2 separate regions of the Mus musculus genome follow, and region 2 is linked to region 1. A link is a contact called in public Hi-C data. All regions are on one chromosome and are shown on one strand. Each heading gives the region's core, a stretch centred on a gene start, on an enhancer-like site or on the middle of the called end of the contact. The rest is flanking DNA. Distances are from core to core; before and after follow the strand shown.

Region 1 (3,852 bases), core at 337-2,836:
CTGAACTCAGGAGATCTGGCCTTAGAGATGTGGTTTTGATAAGATAGTTATTTCTGGGTTAGGAATGGAGCATATCTTTTACAGAGAGTCACGTCTCTTTGAAGATTCAATATATGGATATTTTATATATACTCATATTCTCAGTTTATCAAGGAGAAAAATAAGCACTTTGGCATCGCTTTTCTTTGGGGGAGCTAAAAATCTGCTGTGAAAAATAACACTCATAATTTAACATGTTGTCCTATAAAAACAGTGTACTTTCTATGATTTATATTCCATCAAAATTCTGGGGTGGAACAGAAGGACATTGTCATCTGATAGGCCAAGTAGGGCTGTGTGACTTTTCTTTGACTTTAAAGGAATTGTGGGGAAGTCTGAATTGCAGTTATTCAACCTTGAAGGGAGAGAAACTAAATGAAACACCTGTTTTTCTGATTACTGTGCCACAAGGCCTTTTAATTAGTTTGTGGAAATAGAAGTTTTAGTTATTGAAGCATATGGTTATTTTCCCCCAAGAAAATGGACATGTGACTACACACCATTAATTTGTGATTATTATTAAACTAAGAAGGCAATTTAAGCGATTGTATATTAATAGATGTATTTTCTAGGCTAGAAAAGAGCTGGAGAATAAAACAGGAGAATATTTCACATAAAAATTCTAGTCTGACAGTAGTAGCGCCTTTGGGTGTCTCCATCATGGCGCTCAGAGGGTCAGTTAGTTGCTCTGAATGAAAATGCTAAACTTATTTTATGGATATTCTCTCTCTTAATCACATGGGACACCTCTTTTAAAACTGCAGAAAGTAAGCGAGTGTGAGAAACAATGACAGTGTAATGAAAACGGCCAGGGTCCTCAGCACGGTGAATTACCGCCACACCTCCGTTGTTTTCAGTGTGCGGAAATGCAAAACTCTTCTTAAAATGTTCTAATGCTTTAATGGGGAAATTAAAAGCAATCCACGGACTTGTCAAGGAATCCTTTCATTAGTTAAGATGTCATCACAAGGTCACCTTAAGGTTTTCTAGTCTGGCCTATCATGATAGATGAGAGAAATATTTGGTTAGCTTCTGATCGCTTCCTAGACAATCCTTGGACACAGTGCTGAGAAATAGGTCTCTGTGGGGCAAATAGGGTACCTAGTATGTAGTTCTGATATCTGAAAGCCGACAACTCACAGTTGTTGACCCTGGACCCGGGCATGAGATGAATGAGCTCAGCCACATTCATGACCACAGCTTGCCTGCGTCCTCTTCTCTTCCAGGCCAGACTTTACTCTGTGCATGATGAGCAGCTGATAAAGACTTAATCAATGGGAAGGGTTTTGTTCAATGACTCCATGGTAATGAATCAAACAAGCATGTGCAATAATTTAAATGTGAAGGAAGACCCCACACCAGAGGCATCTTGAGTAAAAAATCACGAGAAACTGCAAATAAACAAGTGTTCACAGAGGCAGCTGTGACTCAACTGTTGTGAAATGTGAATTTCTCTCATTGTTTATATCTAAATATGAAGCATACCTGGCAACGGCATAGGATGGAACATGCCTTCTCATTTTGCCATATAATTTACACCCTGTATTTGGCTGACAGCGCTGATTACAAAATCAGACTGCAATAGGAGAGCAGAGCAAACGGATTTCCACACCTATGGCATGAGGCTGGGTTTGTTTTGATTAAAGTCATAATTGTGATCCAATTTCATAATGTTGATCACAATTTCATCTCCCGTGCCTGCAAGGAGAGGAAAATATACGAGGGGGTACAGCAAAGTGCAAACTCATTAAAAAAACGTCTGCGAGACATTGTGATCATTACAGTGCAGGCCGAGGTGTGGTGGTGTGTTTAATTACGTGAAGTTTTGTGAAGCATTAGTGAACTTTGCCCCAATGGTACAAACTTGGGCAAGGTATTGTTTTCAAGCTTATATTTAATGGGGCATTTTGAATGGATCAAATAGAAAAATATCATGAAAATATATGCCTTACATAATGTTTTGCTGAGGAAAAGGTATTACTGTAAGAAGACAAACTCAGCCTTACCAATTAAATTATTTTTAAAATTTGTTCAATTTTTAAATTAGCAAGCATAGTAGTAGGTTTCATTACATCAGTTTCATAGAGGAGTTGCTATCCTCTATTCAGTCCTGGAATGGCAAACATGTTTGTGATTAGGTGTTTAAAACGATTGGGACATTTTTCCTTTGGTGTCAAATAAATTCTTAGAAGATGATTGGTGTTATAGTGAACTTGTGTATGTGTCTATGGGGGGGGAGTATATTTATATGAACATATAATTATGCAATTTCATGATCCCTTATGTAGAAGCTAGGGGAAAACATGGGTTGTTTTCAACTCTAGGTCTGCAGCATATTACCTTGAGACAGGATCTCTCATTCAGCCAGAAAGATCCCTGTTACCACTCTGCTGACTGGCCCCTAAGCTCTTGGGATTCTCCTTACCCTGGGATTCCCCCTTCCCTGTGGTTAGAGGACTGGGCAGCCACGCCTGACCTATCATGTGATGCTGAAGAGTGAGATTTGGGTCCTCAAACATGAGCAGTAGGTGCTCTTACTCTCTCTGGCCTCAGATGGTTTTTTTTTTTTATTTTTAATGATGCTACTGCATGTAGATTTATTTTCAGGTAATTTTTAAGTTAGTGAAAAAAATAAGGTCGAGAAGTATCAAATTTCAACAAAATATGCTACCTCATGTTATTTCACTTATTATTTTAATTGGAGTCCTATATGCCGCTGCATATGAGCTTGAGTAAGTTACGCATCTTTCTCTAGCAACCTAAACATGTGGCCTGAGAATTATCCTCAGAGTTTCCACTAAAAGAGAATTGCACATGTTCATAAAAAATATTTAAACCAAATTTGCTCCCAGTTTGGACCAGGCCTTGTCATTTGAGATGTATTTAGAATAATCTTGCTTTTAAAAAATAGTTCAGTAAGTCAGTAATATGGAAATTTTTATTAGTTTTTTATTTACCAACTAGAGATATTCATATTGAACACCATAGTCTAAAATTGAAAGTTAAATGTTTAACTTTAAAAAGTATGGTTTCAAATCGCATATAAACATTTTTAGTATGAAATTTACAATAACACTTTAATTTTTTGCAGTCATCTTTCAATGTGTTTCCAAATGGAGCATCTCAGGCCAAGACACTTGGAGATGGAGAGAAGAAAGAGGATTAGTTACAGGACCAGTGAAATGGATCTGTGAGTATAAAAGGCAAGGATCTGAGTTCTGATTCCTAGAAATAAGAGTCAGATGCTTAGTGTGAGTGTCTGTAATCCCAGTGCTCCCGCAAGGTGACAGGAGGGGAAATCATGGATGCTCACAGACCAGCTGGCCTGTGACATGCCACAGAAAAACACAAAGGCACCCTCTTTCAAACAAAGTTGGGGAAGAACACTATCACCTAAGGTTGCCTTTGACTTCGACATGTATATGGTGCTATGTGTGTGCCCATCTTCACATGCGTGTGCATGCACACCTGTACACACATATAAATGTCATTCATGCATTGCATATACACACAAACATTCATACAGAGATAAATAAAAAATTATAATGTAAAAGGAGAGACAATGAAGCTAAACAAAGAAAGAAAGAAAGAAAGAAACAAACAAGACACAATGATGTGAAACACAGCATGCCTGCATCCCCTACCCAGACTTTTGAGTTATATACTTGAGAGCAGTGATCAGTGCTAATAGGCCCTGGGTTTCATCCTGCAGGATTCTATGGGACATGTGGTAGTGTGGAGGTGGTATACCCAACAGGGAACACTATTCAATGATGAAAGACCAAGTGGTGCTTTTGAAATGGGTAAAAACAA
Region 2 (4,027 bases), core at 17-2,516, 600 kb before region 1:
AGGGCAGCTTCCAGCAACCCTGGCGTGAACTACTGTTATCACCACTGAATGAGGCAATGTCATTTCTTGTCACACACACACACACACACACACACACACACACACACACACAGAGAGAGAGAGAGAGAGAGAGAGAGAGAGACAGACAGACAGACAGACAGACAGAGACAGAGAGACAGACAGACAGAGACAGAGACAAAGAGAGAGACAGAGACAGAAATTGAAATTTCAACCGGAAAGCAACTCCGTTGTAAAATCAGACAGCGACTCGTGGTTTCTTAGAGCACTATCCTTGTACTGTGCTCAGGCGATGTCCAGTAATCAGGAATAAATGCCTCAGAGCCTTTCCCTCACTTCCCCCTTCATCTCCACTTTTTGTTTTCCTTTTCGACACAGGGGTTCTCAGTCCTGCTTTGTACACCAGGCTGACCAGCTAGAGACCCACCTGCCTCTGCCTCCGGAGTGCTGAGGACAGGGCAATCTATTAAAGGGGTGCTACTGCGCTGGACCCTCTCTCTTTACCTCATTCCCTTCCCACTTCAATACTCCCCCCCCCCGCCCCCCAACTCCCCTGTCCACCCTTCTGTCTGTTAAGAGAATCAGATCATGCCTTTAGCCCCAGCCAGACCACTGTAGTTCTTAGGATTTTCTTTTTTAGCCTCCAAGTTTCTTTGGAAGCCCAACTTCCTCCAGTTAAGACTTTTGGGAGCAATGACGGGGTTGGGGGTGGGGCACGCGACCGCATTTTCACAGCTCTTTACGTTTTAGAGCAGTGTTCAATCCGGAGCCGGTGTCGGCAGAAGGGAAGGAGCGCGGCGAGGCCGGCAGAGCAGACCCGAGGAGACCTGGGGGACAGAAGGTGCTCGCGAGGGAGCTTTAGTAAGAGGAGTGGGAGAGGGAAGAAAGTCTGCTTTGGTTCGGAAGTGCCCCTATAGGACGTACATTCTAAGGAAAAAGAGGCTTTCAAATTGGAGGCGAACTTGTTGAAGGTAAGGAGAAAGAGGAGGAGGGACAGCAGGGACCTTAAAGGGGGACAAGAAGCATTGAATGGGAAGTGAATGGGAAGCATGGGGAAACCGTAAAAAGCCCCACCCGCCCGCGAGACCCAGAAGTGAGATCTAGATACCGCTGGGTGCAGGGGATTGGGAGGATCAACTGTTGTAGTCACGTGGGCACATGCGTGCCTCTCTGGTCTCTGCTCCAGCCCCCATCCAGTCGCGCGTAAGGAGGAAGGGTACTTGTGTCTCTTACGCTTCCCGGAAGCCAGTCACATCTTCCCAGGACCCACGGCTTTCCTGGACAGTTCATAGGGTGCATTAGGGCAACAGGTTGGGCATAGGTTGTTAAGAGCATGGCTCCAGCCTAGTCCTCACAGCTTACTGGAGAGTGTGACTCTGCCACTTGGTGGCGGAGAGCTGGAGCGACAGGGCTGGGGACTGGCAGGATTGCTTTGGCGAAGATGGTTCTTCCGGGTTCCCCAATGGACCAGAAGATCCCCTTCTTTCCTTTTGCCAGATTGGCAAATGGTGTTCTCAGCTTGCTCCACTCTTGGGTTCATCGCACCCCAGAGGACGCCCCGCCGAGGCGCAGACGGGTTGGTGTCTAAATGGAAAGAATTTCAGGTTTGTGGAGGTAGAGACAGGTCGCTGACAGTATCTAGGAGAAAAGCGTGCCTATCCTGGTATCACCCACTCTGCAACGTGACATCCATCACCCGGTAGCTCTCGCCACTCCACGGGTGCCGACTAACACTTTCGGGACTCCCAGCTTCTCCTTTCTCCTCTGTCTTCCGCCCCACCTCAACAGTTCCGTAGGCTCTGACCGGTCTCCTTCTCCCAGGAGTTGACCACCCCAAAGCTGAACACTGAGTCACCTCTTTCTACCCAACCGGTTGGAGCAGCCCCAACTTATTGACTTCATGGTTCAGCCACGGACAAAACTTTGTTTTATTTCTCCCCAAGGATATATTTATTTTAAAAGTCAGCCTCCATATTTTTTTTGCAAAAATATTGTGAAGGGAAAATTCAACCTGCCAAAACAAATGGACCCTGACCCTTTTCTACCTCGGTGTTTGAAGGGTTTCATTTCACTCTAGCTGAAATGTACTCGTGGTAGATTCTCTTGGTACATGATTCAGATGCCCTTGCTATTGGATGGGAATGGGAAGGTGTGTGTGTGTGTGTGTGTGTGTGTGTGTGTGTGTTTACTCCAAGCAGGACACTGCAGTTATCTGGGTCCTGGGTAGGGCAAACAGCTTCATTTCCTTTATAGAATTTTCCCTTGACTGCTTCTAGTTCCTGTTTTTATTTTTTTATTTTTCTCCTCAAAAATAAAATTTCCTCATGAAATAATTTAAGACAATTGGGACCCATAGGATCCTTTTAACTCTGATGAATATTCTTCTATGCCTGGATTAGACAGCAGCAATCAAGTCCAGCCAAAAACATTCAAATTCTATTTTACTAATCCCGACTAAAGGGTGGTGGTGGCCGCTGCAGCAGTGGTGTGAAGTAAAGGCAAAGAGACTACTTTTGGGAATGGGGGTGCCCGTATAAACCCAAACCTTGAGAGAAAGAAAACACTTTTGAAGGCTTACTAGTTTGTTAGCTCTTCATACGATGTTCACTCCTGACCGTGCCCATAGAACCTCTTATTGAACCATTTGTTCAAAAGTGAGAAGAAAATGCTTCAAACACGTTTGTGCCTATGATAATGGCCCATTCCACAGGGCAGTGTCATTTATAGTGTTAATTCCAACCCGGTCTGGAGACAGTGGGCTGGCTTTGTAGGCACCAGGAGCAGGTCACATTTCAGGCAATGTTTCTTGCCCACCCGGTCCAACTCAGTTTCACACACCTCTGATGTGCGGTTTGTGTGTTTGCAAAAGGGGATGGTATTCATTCCCTCCCTCCCCCTCCTTCTTTCCTCCTCCCCCCTCCTCCTACCCCTTTGCAACCCGGAAGAGCTCTGCTGTCTACACTGAGCCAAGGGAGGCAGAGGGGAGGGGGCTCTTAGCAAGGATTCACATCAGCCAGGTTTTACCTCTGGCTGGAAGCCTGGCTGAGATGCAGTGAAGCAGCCGCCGCTGCTGTGGGAGCGTCAGCAACAGTGAAGTCTGCCTGTCATTTCTACCTTCAGATCTCCAGCAAGGCGGGTGGAAAAAAAACAAAAAAACAAAAACCAAACCAGCTGGCCTTCAGGAGAGAGCTGCCCTGGTCAGTGAGTACATAGCTATCTCCTTTTCCTCTGTTATCCTTCTCCTTGATTCCCATGGCGAGAATTAAGAGGAGGTCTCCGCCATGGGGATAGCTGCCTCTGAAAGAAAGTGAACCAGACCCCAGCCCTTTATTGTTCTTTCTGGGCACTGGAAGTCTTTGGCTTTCTGCAGTGACCTTGGGTGATCATGGTGTGGAAGTGTGTGGATGCCCTTGTTTGGAAGAAGGAGCTAGCAGAACTTGGGGTGCAAAGAAAAACTGAATGGGGGGTAATAAGAGCTGCTAGAATGCTTGGGAAGAGCTCTGCGTAGATGCTTTTCACTGTCAGGAGAACAGGACATTAGAGGAGCTAGCCCATCTACCCAGGACAGAGCATTCTCTAAAGGTGGCTGCAGTGCCCAAGTGTCAATGCCATGTTTACCTTTCCCTGCTTTACGAGCCTTACATGGTTAGGCTCATTGTCTGCATATCATTGAAGAAACGTGCACTGGGAGACAAAGTTGGAGCCCAGATGTGTCAACGTCTGGCAGCCCCCCAGGGTAGCTGGTGGTTGGTAGGCACCCTTGTTTACAGAAGCACCCCGAGGTGGGAGAGAAACCCAGCTTCCCAGAGAGTGTGACCAGGGTTCTGTGCAGTGAGAAAGCAGAGGGGATAAAATTTGGATATTTTTCCTGGGACAGCAGACCAGCAGACCTCCAGTTCCAATATACCATTCAGAAATAGAACACACACACACACACACACACACACACACACACACACACACACACACACACAGGATAATGTTAAAATGCAAGGAAAGGAGAGTCTGG

Evidence for each region. Hi-C and Micro-C count contacts between places; a contact is called where the count stands out from the background.
Region 2: a Hi-C map of epidermal suprabasal cells shows a contact between it and region 1, with 4 times the contacts expected there. The contact joins the promoter of 9230102O04Rik here to the enhancer-like site in region 1. A contact is called at or near these places in 9 of 39 promoter capture datasets (the 3T3-L1 cell line, 3T3-L1-derived adipocytes, cranial neural crest and 4 more), 3 of 484 Hi-C or Micro-C datasets (the HPC-7 cell line, epidermal suprabasal cells and group 2 innate lymphoid cells), 9 of 115 datasets of contacts at active chromatin or transcription factors (the SCID.adh cell line, T-cell acute lymphoblastic leukemia, craniofacial prominence and 6 more) and 4 of 9 other capture datasets (adipose tissue, embryonic stem cells, liver and 1 more).

Annotation. Positions count from the first base shown.
Region 1 is chr2:9,283,780-9,287,631 of GRCm38.p6, reverse strand. No RefSeq gene overlaps it. Among named protein-coding and RNA genes, the nearest start is that of Gm13219, 67 kb to the left of the region's middle. Within about 2 kb of position 1,586, at least 5 of the 459 cell types and tissues checked have an H3K27ac peak or open chromatin away from gene starts, as enhancers often do. A contact at or near this core is called in epidermal suprabasal cells and group 2 innate lymphoid cells, where this site is marked.
Region 2 is chr2:9,886,779-9,890,805 of GRCm38.p6, reverse strand. It overlaps 9230102O04Rik (RIKEN cDNA 9230102O04 gene), which reads left to right and starts at 1,266. Exons shown (of 4, transcript NR_040511.1): 1 at 1,266-1,594; 2 at 3,139-3,215. It also overlaps a transcript of Gata3 not described here.